Linked DNA regions of Rattus norvegicus: region 2 is linked to region 1. The links are chromatin contacts, called in public Hi-C maps. All regions are on one chromosome and are shown on one strand. The core of a region is the stretch at or near the end of the contact, and the rest is flanking DNA. Distances in the headings are between cores, read along the strand shown. Region 1 has its middle 47 kb from the start of Atp6v1g3. Region 2 overlaps Lhx9 (LIM homeobox 9).

What was found. A called contact is a pair of places that touch in the nucleus more often than the background predicts.
Region 2: a contact with region 1 is called in a Hi-C map of the A7r5 cell line, with 8 times the contacts expected there. The contact joins two enhancer-like sites. A contact is called at or near these places in 4 of 12 Hi-C or Micro-C datasets (the A7r5 cell line, the Rat2 cell line, Schwann cells and 1 more).

What each region holds. Positions count from the first base shown.
Region 1 is chr13:52,404,997-52,412,916 of GRCr8, forward strand. No RefSeq gene overlaps it. Among named protein-coding and RNA genes, the nearest start is that of Atp6v1g3, 47 kb to the left of the region's middle. Within about 2 kb of position 3,000, at least 15 of the 93 cell types and tissues checked have an H3K27ac peak or open chromatin away from gene starts, as enhancers often do. A contact at or near this core is called in the A7r5 cell line, where this site is marked.
Region 2 is chr13:52,941,174-52,949,093 of GRCr8, forward strand. It overlaps Lhx9 (LIM homeobox 9), which reads right to left. Exons shown (of 7, transcript NM_181367.2): 6 at 4,885-5,087; 7 at 3,548-3,810. The coding sequence ends at 3,553. Among named protein-coding and RNA genes, the nearest start is that of Lhx9, 16 kb to the right of the region's middle. Within about 2 kb of position 3,693, at least 4 of the 93 cell types and tissues checked have an H3K27ac peak or open chromatin away from gene starts, as enhancers often do. A contact at or near this core is called in the A7r5 cell line, where this site is marked.

The DNA of each region.
Region 1 (7,920 bases), core at 1,750-4,249:
ACTATGGCTGTGCGATCTACACAGGTTGTCAATCGCCTCTCAGAGTTTCTCATGTTTATGGTGCTAAGCTGTAGTAGGAGAATGTGGAAAAATGCCCAGTGACTATGAGGATGAGGATGAGGATGATGATGATAAGGGGGAGGAGGAGGAGGAGGAGGAGAATTTTGTTAATGTCTTGTGAAAGTGTTAAGAGGACACGCCTGGTACTTTCTGAAAAGCAGGAGAAAAAAATGCAAACTGACATAGCTCATGCTTTTGTCCTGGAACAAACACCAATGCTCCCTCAGAGACTCCCAGTCCAACCCCAATGCTGTGTGCAGCTGTCTGTGCACACAGTTCATTTAGCAGTGGTTGTTGTCCTCTCCTGGCCCAGTCTCCCTAGGCCTGACACTTACTGTAGAGGGAAGTTTTATCACTAGTGGACCAAGACTTCAGGAACGAGGGCTGCCAGAGTGAGGACAGACTTAGGTTTGTGCCAGCGAAGCCAAGAGGCCAGAGCACACAAAACCTGGGTGACAGAAAATGACACCGGGTCAAACAGGCATTCTTCTAACTGTGGTGGCAAACGTTCTCTGCCTTCTGGCTGCCAGCCCCTTTTCAGAGCTGATTCCCAAAGGATTATTTCCCTTTGTTTAGCTTCTGTGTGCAGTCAATTAATTCATGATTTGTTGTTATTAGAAAACCAAAACAGAGGGAAAAAATAACTTTCTCCAGCACTTAAAATAATGCCCACAGGAACCCACCCAATAAAATGGCCCGAAACAAAACCCTTGCTTCAAAGCCAGAAACAATGACAAAGCTGCGAGCTCTGCCCACAGCTACCTATACTGCGTGAGTGTGGGGAAATATGCGAACTGGCAAACGGGGTGTGTGGCACTGCCTCTCTCTTGCAATTGCGGAGCTCTTTGCCCAGGGCAAGGAACACTGCAGAAGCCAGCAGCAGCCAGGCAGGGCTGTCAGCACGAACCTTATCACTTCTGGCACCACAGTTTACCAAAGTTGCTTATTGGTAAGCAATTACCAATAAGGCCCGAAGAGCTCAAAGTGCAGGTAGAGTAAGTCATAAATAGTTCAGTTTTAAGCCAGCTTTTCCATCCATGGAAATATGAAGCTGCCGAGGCATGTGTGTGTGTGTGTGTGTGTGTGTGCGTGTGTGCGTGTGTGCATGTGTGTGTGCGTGTGATGTGTGCATGTGGTGTGTGCGTGTGTGTGGATGTATGTGTGTGTATGTGTGTGTGTATCTGTGTGTGTATTTATGTGTGTGCGTGTGTGTGTGTGTGCACGTGTGTGTGTGCACGTGTGTGTTAGTGTGTGAGTGTGTGAGCATGTGTGTGCATGTGTGTGTGTGTGTGTGTGCAGGTGATGGATTTTGTCAGAGGGTAGCCATCCTCAGAACATTTATAATGAGAAAGTTGCTTGTCACTAGGTCAATGGTCCAGAAGGATTAACCCAAAATGTTACCTATACTTTATCATATTAAAATTATGTACAAATTATTTGTTGCAAGTTATTTATAAAATACAAATTTGTATCATTAACAATGTTTAAAAAATTACCAAAAATGAACCAGGATAGACAAGGAAAAAATTTAAAAACTGGATTTTATATAATTTGGTATAACCAATAACAAAGTCGCTCATTTACTAAATCATCTCTGTCTGAATTTTTATCAACTCCACAGTATTTTTAAATTAGAGTTTACTTACTAATAATAGTATGTTTAGGGTTGCTACATTAAACTAGGTTGTTGCCAAGAGTGGCAATCCGTTTTGCCTTCTGTAGGGAACTGTAACCGTATGGGTTAAAAGGCTTGGTTTAAAACTTTGCATAAAGTGTTCTTCACAGCCTGCGTCTGGCAGACACTCTGAGTCCCTTGGGGGTGTTTTTTCCTTCCTCTCCTCTTGCCCGTTTCCCATCCTGACTAGTTTTCTTCCTGTCTCTCATCCAAGCCTGCAAAATGCCATCAGGAAGGAAGGAGCACGGTGCTCTGGAAGTTCTGAGACAGAACCAGCTCTGCCACACGCCATAAAATGGAGCGCCAGATCCATCTAGGTGCGGCAGGGAAGTGGATTAGCCTTGCCTTCACCTCCTCGGTGTAGGAAGAAATAGAAAACCTTGCTGCATTCAGTTCTAAAATTACAACTATCCCACAGGCCGTGCCTTCATCAGAAATGCTTCTGTGGGTATTTTACCTAACAACCACCAATACATTTCTGAAAATACCAGTCGAGTTTTTATGCAAGGTCTGAGGACAACCAAGGTTGAAACAATCAGACTTGGGCTTGCTCACTTTGAATGGAAACAAAGCATCTTTCCTATCTGTGGGTTGTGGTTTTCCCTTCAGTGCACAGTTTTGGCTTTGGATCTTCCTTCCCTAACACCCCAAGACTATTTCAGAAACAAGGAGTAAGATGGCGCCCCTGCTTCTGTCTTAGTTTCGCTTCCTCTTGTTTCCACTAGGAGGACGTTTACTTCGTCTTAAGTTGCGAGACATTGTCATTTGCCATCCACAGTCTTTGGTTTTACTTGATAAACATGTTATCCTTATACTGGGGAAAGGAACTGTTTCTGGTTATGTTTTGAGATTTGTTTTCAAGCTAAACTGTAATCAACAATTTCAGTCAGTAGCCTGGTGTTCTATCAAAACATAATATCAAATTAACTGTGAGTACTAAGTAGCCTGAAACTAAACCGCTAGCCAGAATCAGCCAAGTGAGTCTTTGAAGCAGAGCAAATAAGATTGGATCTTTGGTTTTCGCAGCCAATGAAGTATTAAAATTTTCTCCTTCGTTTGTGCAGACAATCCTGTTTTGACCACTAGATGGCGATATGAACTCGCTGAATTTGGAACCCGACCAGCCCCATCCATAATTTCAAAGAGAAAAAAAGATGAGGATTTTCCTTAACTGATTTGATAGTCTGACACATACTGTTAAGGAAGTGGATTTATATGATGTAACAGCTATTTCATTAAGTTTCCGTGAGAAAGAAAGCATCCTCTTCTGGCAAGAAGACGTGTCTGCTTCTAAAACACAAGCCAGGGAAATCAGGAAGCAGAGTACAGTGGGAGGGGAGGGGAGAGGCAGACAGGCTTGCTGGCCAATTTGACTGCTTCGAGACTGACTTAAATATTTTCCTGACTACTTGACAGTCAAAATGGCGAAGGCAGTTTGTTTGTGTCAACACAGGGTGTATTTTGTGCCTCGAAAAGTGAATATCTATATTGCTAGACTTCCTTCCTGTCTGCCTCTTTTGTACCCCAGCTATTTGGCCCAGTTAGTTGGGGCAGTCTGCTACTGAAACCATAGTTGCTAGGGGAATAATCTTGGCAAGAAAGCATGCCCTCGATTTCGGCCGGTCACTAGACAAGTGCTTGATCTACAGATATTCCTGTATAAGGATGTCCTGATGATCAGAAAAGGAACATCTTTGCAAGAAGGGAAAAAACAAAAACAACATCAATCAAAAACAAACAAACAACAAAACAAAACATTCCATGAATGGCAACTCCCAAGTGTCAGTTCTCTAGAAAGGACTCAAGTGAATAATTGTAGAACTCAACTATTTGATGAGGCCAGCCATATTCTTTGTCCCTAAAACCAAGTATGTTCTGCACACAATTGCTTCAAACTGAAAGAGAGGGGAGAGAGAAATAATTGGAATCCCACCAGCCTCACAATACAGTCACAAAGACCAACAGGCAAACAAACACGGGAGAGCGCGGTAACTACAGTAAAAAAGAGATGTACTCCCAAATGCCAAAGGAAGTGAGTAAGAGTTGACATTTAAGGCCAGCCACGAAGTTAAGAGTCAAACAATGACAGGAAATCAACTAGAAAATGTGACCAAAGGCATTCCGGATGATAAAGTAACAGTATAAGAAACCAACAAATTACAGAATTAGTGTTTAAGAATACCTGTCCATGGGCTGGAGAGATGGCTCAGCGGTTAAGAGCACCGACTGCTCTTCCAGAGGTCCGGAGTTCAATTCCCAGCAACCACATGGTGGCTCACAACCATCTTTAATGGGATCTGGTGTCCTCTTCTGGCCTGCAGGTATGCATGTAGGCAATAATAAATAAATCTTAAAAAAAAAGAACTTTAAAAAAAAGAATACTTGTCCATGTGCCAGGAATGTGGTCTCTGTCATCGGCACCTGCACTAGCTATGTGGATGAGGGGTGGTCAAAAGACAGTGATTTTCCATAATCTAAAATGTATAATGAGTATCAGTGAATCCTCCCGGCAGAATCAACTGGGAGAAATAAGTATATAGTCTCTTGTTTAGGAAGCCTGAGCAGTCTCAGAGAGAGCAGATCTCACCCTCACAGAGCGTAGGGCTCAAACACCTCTCTTTCCCTGTGCTTTGTGCTTGGTGACTTCCTTCCAAACCCCGGAGTGTGGAAAGAGAAGTTAGGCATGGAAAACTCAGGGTTGTGGGATGGTGATTGCTCAGGCTGACCTGTCTTATAACTTTCACTAGTCTTTCCCCTCAAGCACATAATCCAGAGCTCGTCGGGGTGTCCTGTAAATCCCTCCTGAAGCTCGGTGTACAAAAGACAGGAACTCTTCACAATTGCAATGGACAGCTGAAACATTTGCAACCAATAAGGTGTGCGGGAACCTTGACAGAGAAATGACATGCCTTGGATAGGATCCTAGAACAGGAGAAAGAGGGTGGGGAGTTATAGTTTAGAAGAAAAATAATCTGAATGAAGTGTGAACTTGATTGGATAACGCAGTGATATCTGTTCATTAGTTGTCCCAAGTGACAGGAGACACCATTAGATGTGGTATGGATGTACACTCTTGGCACTATCTTTGAAATAGTTTTTTCTTTTTTGTAATAAAAAATAATACATAAATGTGCTCTCTTGGTTTCACTGGTTGGCTTTGTTTGGTTTTGAGATAGGATTTTGCTAAGTATCCCTGGCTGGACTGGAAGTCCTATGGACTGGTCTGGCCTCAAGCTGATGGATCTGTGACAGGCGTCTAGAGGATGGACACCAGCAGGGCCTGGGGACACGTGGAATGGGAAGGACTGTGTTACCTCTTAGAGGCCTGTTATATAACGACGCTATGAAATGAGAAATGCAATGTTAGGAATGATGATAAAATTAGGGTATAGTTACAAACACAGGAGGCAAAGGCGAATGAGAATTGGGACATTTGGTAGAATCTGGAATGATGGTGTAAGCTAGTATTCTTTTATATAGAAAGCAAATATAGAAATCAATATCTTACAAGCGGGCATATAGGAATGAATGTGTGCGTGCCCACACCTACAAAATTCCCTTACTCTGCCCGCAGTGGCGGAAACGCTCCTGTAGCAGCAAACACACCTCTCAGCTAGATCTCGGCCTCTGAACTCCAAGTGCAGAAACAACAGATCCCAGGCTTGGCTCAAAGAGTAGAACATAAGCCTGGGGCTCTCGGCTTGACTGGCAAATAAGAAAGTGCCCGGGAACTGTAGGGACGGGTGATAAGAACACAGAGCCCAGCTCGAAGAGGCTCCTACTGGTCACGCTTGAGCTGATGAGAATCGAAAAACATGAAATCGGTGAATAGTAACAAAATAAGAACCCACAAGCTCACATTGCTATGAACTAATTAAATGGAGAGGTTGCAGATAAACAGGGTATTTGGATTCTCAAATTGTAGCCCCACGAAACCCCCAATAAATTAGAGTTGGTTGGAATCTACTTCTTCCTTACCTTCATGTCATCGGAGTCATCAATGCTGGGGAATCCCGAGACAAGTTGGTATTACGAGACCCGGTGGGATGTAACGAGAAGAGTCCAGCGTCATCGCTTCACATTCTTGGCAAATATATGAAGCTGGAAGATCAGTGTTTTGAGGACCCCGTTCAGTCCTTCCCTGATCACTTCATGGTGCAGCCCGCTCCCATCAGAGCTGGCCACTTGAATGGCCCCAGCCCTATCATCAGTGGCTCAGTCCCAAAATACCATTACTTCGGACTTGTGGCTCCTCTAAGAAAGGGGATGCTCTAGTACCCTACATCATTATTAAGTTAAATTATGCCCGTTTTAATTTGAATTTTATCACATGGGGCCTTGTTTTTGATAAATATTTCACAAAATAAAGAAAGCGCCACTCAAAATTAGTGGTTGCTGTGTAATACATGTATACTTCCAATACTCTTTGTTTTATTGTGAGTCAGTGGGCAAATGCTACGCATGGATTCCTAGTGCACATGCATTACTTTATTATCTGTTTCTTATCATAGCATTGTTGTCAATTGATGTTCTGGGAAAGAAATACCACTTACATTGAACATTCTTCTGGGATGACTGAATGACTAGAACTTCAATGATTGGGAAGAGGTTGGAATGTTGCAGATCCAGAGCCAAACTTTCTTGAGCAGTCATTGCCCTCTAATCATTTATTACTCAACTTGGTACGTGTGCTAACATCCTTGTGAGTTTGAAGTAAATCCTCTTGGCTCATATGAATAGGCCCCTACCTTGTACCAACTCAAATGCTAAGAATGGTGTCAGAAAGAGACTAACCGCTATAGAAGAGACTTCTACACTCTGTCAAAAAACTGCCTACCCAATGTGCCCCACAATATATTTGATAGGGGTTTTGATTTATTACTTTATTTCTTTATTGTAACACAATCAAATCTTGAAAAGATGACTACCTCACAGAGACACAGTATTTGGAGTAAAATGAATTTCTGTTTCAGGGAAATGGTCACTTATATTTGGCTCCAAAATAAATTATGCATTATTCCCTTCAAGCTGAGAACTGTGGCTTCTCTGTAACACATCTTACACATGCACACAAGCACATAAACACACACATACACACATATACATGCATAGGTACACGCTCACTCCATCACCACCACCACCACCATCATCATCCATCATTGATTTACCTAAGAATTTAAAATTGTAATGAGTATTCAGTTATCACATTATTTTAATATCTGCATATTAATTGCTATAACCAATCTCCAATTTTTAGCATTAAGTGTCCTACTTATAAAATTCAATCTAAAAGCTCATGATGGCTTCTTATAAGGTACAATTTCTATAACAAGGAAATGTATTTCTAAGATCCCGATTCTTACCACGTCAGGGCCTTTTGGAGGAGTCCCAGCGACTCTCTCTCACCAGGACTCTACAGCAGACCTTTTCCATCATGCCCAGGCTATAGGAGCTACTGCAATCTTTTAATGCTTCCAATTATATTTTTATTTCTTCTAATAATCTTTGATGGTATGAGATCCAGCATTTTAATTCATTCCCCAAGAACCGTTTCTAACTGCTCTAAGCGTTCTTTAGAAAACCATTTCTTAAAATGGATGTTTGTTTTCTGAGTTAATTACAATCCCAATTAGGTGTTTTAGCTTCCTTCTCCCATGCCTCAGCACAACTATGAAGGAAATTCGCTCCTGTCCTCAAGCAGCTTGTAGCATACATACATACATACATACATACATACATACATACATACATACATACATATATATATAGAGAGAGAGTGAGAGTGTATATGTGTGTGTATATATGCATATATAATATATGTGTGTTTGTGTATATGCATATATATGTAAATATGATACACACACACGCACACACACACACAGAGTACACTTCTGTGCAGCAAAGATTGGGTGCAGAATAAAATGTATTTCACTAAGTCCTTGCAAAAGTTGTGAATCAAAGTCTGAATTTGAGTGGAATTTCCACAGATGGCAGTCGTTCTCCCTAGACAGTAAGACCTGAAGGAAGGAATGGAAAGAAAGCAGCATTTTGATTCAAACCTAAAACAGAGCTTTCCAGGTGGAAAAAAAAATCAGGCTAAGAGAAAACTGTGATCTCAAACACATGAAGCCATGAGGTTGGATGAGGTGGGTAAGGAACTACAGAAGCCTAAGAGGGGTAGGATG
Region 2 (7,920 bases), core at 2,443-4,942, 540 kb after region 1:
CAGCGGTATGTGCTTAACATAAAGTTAACTATGTTTGCATCAAATAAAATGTTTATTAATGAAAGCTATTTATCATACAGGAAACAGCAGAGTCATCATTACAGAGGTGTACACTAGAGGTAACAGATGCAAATGTGCATGCAGAGCCTTCTGTTTAGAAAGGAAGTATAGACAATAATACGAAAATTACTGGCTTCATCCCTAGCCTCTCATTAAAGGGTAAAAGTTATTCTCTGAATTTACAATTGGAAAAATGCCGTTAACAGGTAGGACTGATACACATTAGCAAGCAGATGAAATGGATTTCTTTTCTTGGACTTTATTTTACAGTTATTGTGCTTGACAAATGTGTGGTATTGTTTCGGTAATGATTTTTTCCAAATGTGGGGAGGGCATATTAATGCCGGCTTGCTCTGGTTTTAGACATGGTTTCTCTCGCTCTTTTGTTAAACCACATGAGGCTAAGCCTTCGTTGGTGTCAGACATCATAAAGAACAGGTTTTGGTAACATTCAATAAATGACACTTAAGTCTCACTCTCTCTTTCTCTCTCTCTCTCTCTCTCTCTCTCTCTCTCTCTCTCTCTCTCTTTTGGTTCAATAAACTTTTTAATGTATGATTATCATAACCTAATAGTGTCTTTGTCTTCACTGCAGTGGATTTCCGATCAAATCTTTCCCCTTCCTTTAATACTTTAGGGAATTTTCAAACGTCGGGATGTTTGGCTGTAATGCCCCAAGATTTGTTCTCCCTGAAAAAAAATCATAGTGACAATTTATTAACTACAGAGCAACTTGGCTTTTAGGGGTCTGCAATTTCTATTTAGATTTACAAACATCCACTTGTGCTCAATAGACCTGATATTAAATCTTAATCATATTTAAGTTTTCTTTTCATGCAACTACAGATCTGCTCATTTATTTTCATTCTAGAAATTGAACTGAGTCAAATCAGTGGGGCATTACTTTTATTATAAACACGAATATTTAAGAGTATTTCAAGATTGAGTCAGATTTTTATATACAATGGTGTGTGCATTTGATATGAATCAGAAGTTTGGAAACCTAAGAACTATCTGTCCGTTTAAATTTTTTTTTAATGGAGCTGCTATTTCTTAGCTTTTACACATAGATATTGAAAACAAACTAATCCAAGTGAAACTTAAATAAAACTGATGGGAAATAAAACTCCTTAGATTCAAGATGGTTTATTCACACAAATTTAATAGGATATATCACAATTGTTTGGTCCATAAATATTTAGGGGAAATAGTTTCTATACAATGCATTTATCAATAAACAAAGGAACATGGACAATTTTGCTAGACCACTTACTGTACTATAAACACGAAGCTCAATATATAAGGTTATTGAATTTATCAACTATTTTTGAAAGAGTGCACAACTGCTTTCTATGACATGTTTGTCCCCTCTAACAGGATACACCATAAAAAGAGTTTCGGAAATAAGAGGTAAAACAGTACAAAACTAGTGAGGTGCCGAAAGGGTTAACAGTTAATTTAACAAACAACACACATAGATCCTGATTTCTCACAAACTTACTTCCAAGTTATATCATAAGGCACATAGGAGAACTGAGTTAAAGTCTGTCTACTTAATAAAGCAGACCTGTAGTACCATATATATATATATATTGTTCTGCCAAAGAACAAAATTTATGTGTCGATATTTTACCTGTAAAAGTGTGTTATATAAGATCTCAGCCTTACCAAGATTGTTTGGTCTGGTTAGTGGTAAATGCCCAAAATGTAAGAGAAATATGAAAGGTCAAGATTTAAGCTCCATAGAAGATGACCACACTTGCTAAATATATAATGGCGATCACACTTTTCTTCTGTTACAGTGTTAACTTCTCTTCCATCATCTTTTTTTTTTTAAAAATAAGCTACTTTCTGTGCTAATTTTCTAAAGACCCTGAGCAAGAGTTACAATAATGCACTTCAATGTGGGCAGTGAACTGTCGATAGGTAACCACACACTTATACAACCAGAAGGGCACCTTTAAAAATCTATTAAATAGCCACTTCGACCACCAGAGGAGATTTAAGGGGTGCAAAAAAGTGGACGGCATGTGCAAAGTTAGTCTTAACAATCCACTAAAGCAAGACATAGATCTTGACTTCTTCTTTTATTGTTTTAGGAAATCCACAATCTAGTTGGTTTGTTTTTTTTTTTTGTTGTTGTTGTTGTTGTTGTTTTTAAACTACAACAGAAGCAGAGAGATGAACATTCACCACTGCCCAGACCGTTAAGATTTCACCTTAAATTAAAAGGAAAAGAATGCTACTGTAAACTAGGAAATATATTCAGCTTGGCATCCACAAGGCTTCTGAGTTTGTCTACTTTAAGAGTCACAACTTCACATCTGTAATGTTAAAAGGATTTTAGACATGCGTCAACCTATGCCAAAATAAAATAAAGAAAAACCAAATAATTCTCATTGTTGGTGTTAGTTTACTAAGTCAGTTTAAAAAAGAAAGGAAGAAACAAGGAAAAGACATTATTTAGAATGCCAGATACAATGTCATGGTACAGCTGAAGCCAATTAATTAATTATTAATAAATTATGCCAATAATTTTACTTCTTAAAAAATTATATTTTGCTTATTTCCATTTCTCAAGGGAAAAAAACAGAAAGGTAGAAAGAATAGTTTCAGAGACTGGATGAGTTTTCTTTTCTTTGTGTGTGTGTGTGTGTGTGTGTGTGTGTGTGTGTGTGTGTGTGTGTGTGTGTTTTGGGAGGTCAAAAGTATAAAATTTCAAATTTTAAAGTGTAACTTTTCAGGGACTTTAAGATTTTTGTTTTTGAAAAGCAATAAAGAGTTGGGAGGGGGGCTGTACAACTCTAACAGCAGGAAGTCACATTCCTGAGTTAGACTGCCCACCCAGCTAATCATCATTTAAAATTGATATTAATGTTTTTGTTTAATTATATTCTTCACTCGAATTAGTAGTTCAAGGTAAAAAAAAACAGTAATAATATATTTGGTTTTTTTTAAAAAAATTTTTAATATAAAAACTTTTAATTGTAAGGTTTTAAAAAAACAATTAAGTATATGGTTGCTTAATAACCTGATCACAAGAACAGGAATATAATTTGCCCATCCTAATAGCATTCTTTTTTTTTCCCTTCGAGATTCTGGAAATAAGTAACATAAAATTTTAAGAGGCACTTATTAGACTGATTCAAAATCTTCCCTTACCAACTGAAAAAAAAAAAAACTGATTAAAGAAAAAAGGTCAAATACATCCTGGAGACCAAATTTGTTCACTTAAAAGCGACAATACTATAAGCTCATAGCCAAGGGGTGTAGATGCTACACGCCAAGCTGCTATTTTATTCCCCAAATATCTTGTGGGTTAGAAGAAGGAAAAAAAAGTCTTGTAAATAATAAAATAATAATATTACAATAATAATAAAAAGAGGAAGAATCCTTTAAAAAAAACAAAACCCAAAAAAAACCCCCCCAAAAAAAACAAAAAACAAAAAAAACAAAAACAAAAGCAAAAACAAAAAAAAAAAAAAACCAATGTTAGAAAAGGTTCGTTAAGGTAGTTTGTGAGGGGCTTCCGGATTCGTGGCTGTCCATGTTAGAGGTCACAGTTGTCACTACAGTGACAGTGGGATTGGTCAGGTCTGTTAAAGTGGTCGCAGTGCCGGGTGGAGTGAGAGCGCCGCTGTCTGCTGAGGGCGGGGCCGGAAGCGACGTGCCGTCAGCTTTATCAACACCCCCATTCTCCTGCCGCAAAAGGTTCCTTCTGAATTTGGCTCGTGCGTTTTGGAACCAAACCTGCAAACCAATCCCAATTGATTTCTTTATCGATTTTTTTTAAGTTCTTTTCTCTCTTCCTTTTTTCCTCCTTTTCTTTTTTTTCCTCTATTTCTCCTTTTAGATATCATTTTCTTTTTCTTGGAAAGAAAGTGGACTTTTTTTTTATTTCTTTCAAAATAAACTAATTCCAGTAGTAGAATAAATTTATACGCTCTTAATTTACATATTCCTGAATTAAATGTGCCACTTGGGATAACTGATGCTGGAACAGAGATACCACCGAAACAAAAACATGGAGTCTAGGGGGAAATACACCATCCCTCAAAAGAATAGGGAAAATCATGGTCACTAAAAGTGTCTCAAAGTAGGACTACTCACTTGAAAGGAACACCAAAAAGTTTAGCTGTTGGCTAGTCTGTCACCTGACAAATGCTGTAAAACCATAAAATTCTTCCCAGTCACAGACCCCCAAACTTCCAGAGAGATTTTGGAGAGCAGAAAATGTATGCTATTGGTCACTGAGGAGAGGGAGATGGCAGGTCACTCATGGCAACCCTGTATAACTTTATAATTCTTCCCAAAAGTCTGGGGAAGCAATTCAACACCAGGAAGAACTCCGGCGTTTTAACTACGACTTGGTAAAATGGAAAAATTCCCAGTCCAACTGCTCACTGAGGTACTAACCTTATTTTTGACCTCTCAAGTGCGAGGGGTGGGCCGCCTGAATGTGGAAAGGCATAACATATGAGTAGGCTGCCGGGAGTTTGTGGATATGGGACCGTAGCTCCTTAGAAACTAGCACATTAAACCCCGCCTGAGTGAATATCTCTACAGGCAAAACTTGTTTAGATAAAGTCAACGCCATGTATAAAACGATGAGGCTTTGGAGCCCACCTCTCTGTCTGTAGGGAGAATGTGAATCCTGGATGCCTCCCTGAGTTCCCTCCAGGAAGTCCCTGTAGGAAGATCGCTAAGGAAGGAGATGACTAGGAAGCAGAATAGGAAATATCCAAGTGATTAGGGAAGAGAACTAGTCGCTGTCCGGGGGAAAGGGAGGAGATAGAAACAAAGCCAATGATGGATGTGTCTTACCTGCAAAACTCTTTTGGTCAGGCCTGTTTTTTGAGCAAGCTGTTTGAGGTCCTTGGCATCTGGGTTATGGTTGATGGCAAAGTAGGATTTCATGGTCCGAAGCTGGTGGTGTTTGAAAGAAGTTCGCATCCGTTTGGTCTTCTGGGAAGGTGGGTAAGGCTGCTGGTCCCGGTCCAAATGGTCTGCCTCGTTCTCATTACAACCTGTTGCAGCAACAGGGAACAAGTAACAGCTCAGTGGAAACTTCTACACTGGCTTAGGGGACGTGACAGGCAGGGTACATGACAATGCTGTCTTCATAAAGCAAAAGGCTGTCAACCCAGTGGTGAATGATATCTGGACAAGAAGACAATGGCTATGGTCAGCTAACCTAGGCTATTTGGACACAGCTGGTTTACATACTGGAAAACATAAGTTAAATCCTTTCCTCTGCTTGATGTTCAGTAGTAAACATTGGGGGAGAGGTGGGAAGTAAGAAGAAAGACAACATCAGAAGAGGGAGAGGAGGAGGAGGAGGAAGAGGAGGAGGAAGAGGAGGAAGAGGAAGAGGAGGAGGAGAAACCTTTTTCTGATAGTTTATGTGGATTTTCACCCAGGTGTGCACATTCACAGGGTCTTTTGAAACCACGTGTTTGCCGGTTTCTTGATTCCCATGTTCTGTGTGAAGGCACTGTTCTTTATCATGATGAATATGGCAAATCAGGTTCCAAATTATCAACCAGCACACCACACATCTCACACACACACACACACACACACACACTCACACACACACTCACACACATACACGCACACATACACACACACTCACACACACACATACATGCTCACACACATACACGCTCACACACATACACGCACACATACACACACACTCACACACACACATACACGCACACATACACACGCACGCATACACACACACACTCACACACACACTCACACACACACACACACCCCTAAGGAATGACCTAAACCATTTTCTTATCCTAATAGCTTTCTCAACATGGTTGGAAAAAGGAAGAGACTTGAGAAAATGACCTTTTGTTGTGAATGTCTTAGAGAATCAGAAGAGCATTGTATTTGAAGAATTCTAGCTATAACTAGTTAGCTTGGGCTATGCCAGGAAGAAAACACTTTTCCCTTGGAGTTCTTCTAATAAATATTTCTGAAGGAAAATGAGCCCAGCCTTCTCTTCCCTCATGCCTGAGGCATTCCCCATAGCTCATTGCTGAAGCAACACTGATGGTTTCCATCCAGCCTGGTCCCCTGTGCTCTGGATGCGTCTAAGTCAGCCTTGAGCTGTGCCACTCACTGGTCTGACAGTGAGAGGGCAGCACCTTCTCTGCTCCTGGAAATCCTCCTTGGCACCAGGGGCAGAATAAGTCAAACTTTAAACCAAGGGGAAAGTCTTCATCCTCAAGATGTAAACACTCCTCCTATTTAAAGCCAAGGTGAAAAACATTTAATAATACTGACTTACCTCTGCAAAAATCACAACTTTGGTTCTTTAAAACCTTATTTCATATATTTATCTGCTCTGTTGTCAGATCTGAGCATCCTGTGCTCCGATAAATTACTTAAAATCAACCTGACCATGCCGTTATGAAGGAAAAGCTTAAATTTTGAAAAGAGGGAGGCATCTCTTAATATTACCCTTCTCCTGCTTTTTGCAATGTTGTCTGCCTTCCAGGCTGTGGTTAGAATTTCTTTCAGAATTTTTCTAGCCAATCAGTATGTCTGTATACACATGTGTGCTCAGAAAGCAGCATACATATATACACATATATATGTATATATATATATGTATATATATATATATATATTGTGGTAATCAACCAGGAAATCTACTTTGAAAAAAAACTTGTTTAAGTGAGAAATTGTCCCAAATAAAATAAAATGAATTATGACCTTCTGTGTGCCGTAAGACACAAAGGGGGAGGGGATATGGGAGAGCAGTCCTGAGTCCTCTGAGGGAAAGGATTTTATCAAATTCTCCTTTGGGTTCCCTAGGTCAAAAGCAAGGCTATGACTGAACTCAACAAGCATGAGCTGTTTGCTCCCTAAGAAATTACAAGCTCTTGCTAATCCAAAGTCAGATCAGGTGGAGACAGTGTCCATGTCAGATGTATACTGCTGAACTTTGAGCTTAACTTCTTAAGCCAGCCAGAGTGGAAACACATTCCCACAGCTAGCAGAGAGGACATATTTTACATGTTACCCTATTTCATCCCAGGGGGGATATGTCAACTTCAAATAGTCTGCGGAATAGCACTTTCTGATCCTCAGATGGATGGAGCAGGGTCTTGTGGCTATAAAAGTAGGTTATCTCCAGTAAACTGAGCCATATTTCACAGCCAGATTACAAATATACCCTCAGCAAATGGTCAAAGAGGCGCATTCCATTCATCAGAGGCCTCTTCAAATGAGATATCCACCCTAGCCTACGTGAGCAACTTTCCCTGAGCAACATATCAATGGCGACAGAGACATTAACTTGATGTTTACATAATGCACTTACTTAGTCCCCCTCTCCCAGGATAACATTTCCTAAAAATGAATATTATCCCCAACTTAGCTATCTAGCTATTCACCATTGAAATGAATCTAAGGGAAAAAAATAAAATAAGATTTGAGGAAATTGCTCCTCCATGTACAGTCCGTTCAGATTTGCCCATTGCAAACTCGATATAGCGGTTGAGTGCATTAGAAAAAACGTTATTGTGTTTGCTGCTACAAACCAACTCCGTGTGTAAGAACTGTGCGGGTGTCAGGTTTTCCTTACAATATATGATATCCATGTGGCTTTGTTTGCTCCTACAGTATCCATCATGATAGAGAAATCTATTTTTGCCACAGTTTAAGTCAGCATATCCAAGTTGCTTGTGTTTAATGGCAAAAGCTTTATGTAAATCAGCAAGTGATCATTTCCCCTGTGGGTAAACTTTAGGGATATTCCCCCCTCCTGAATTATAAGAGCAAATAATTCTCTTTAAATCGCTTCAGATTTCCACCTGCAGCTGCACATCTGTTGTC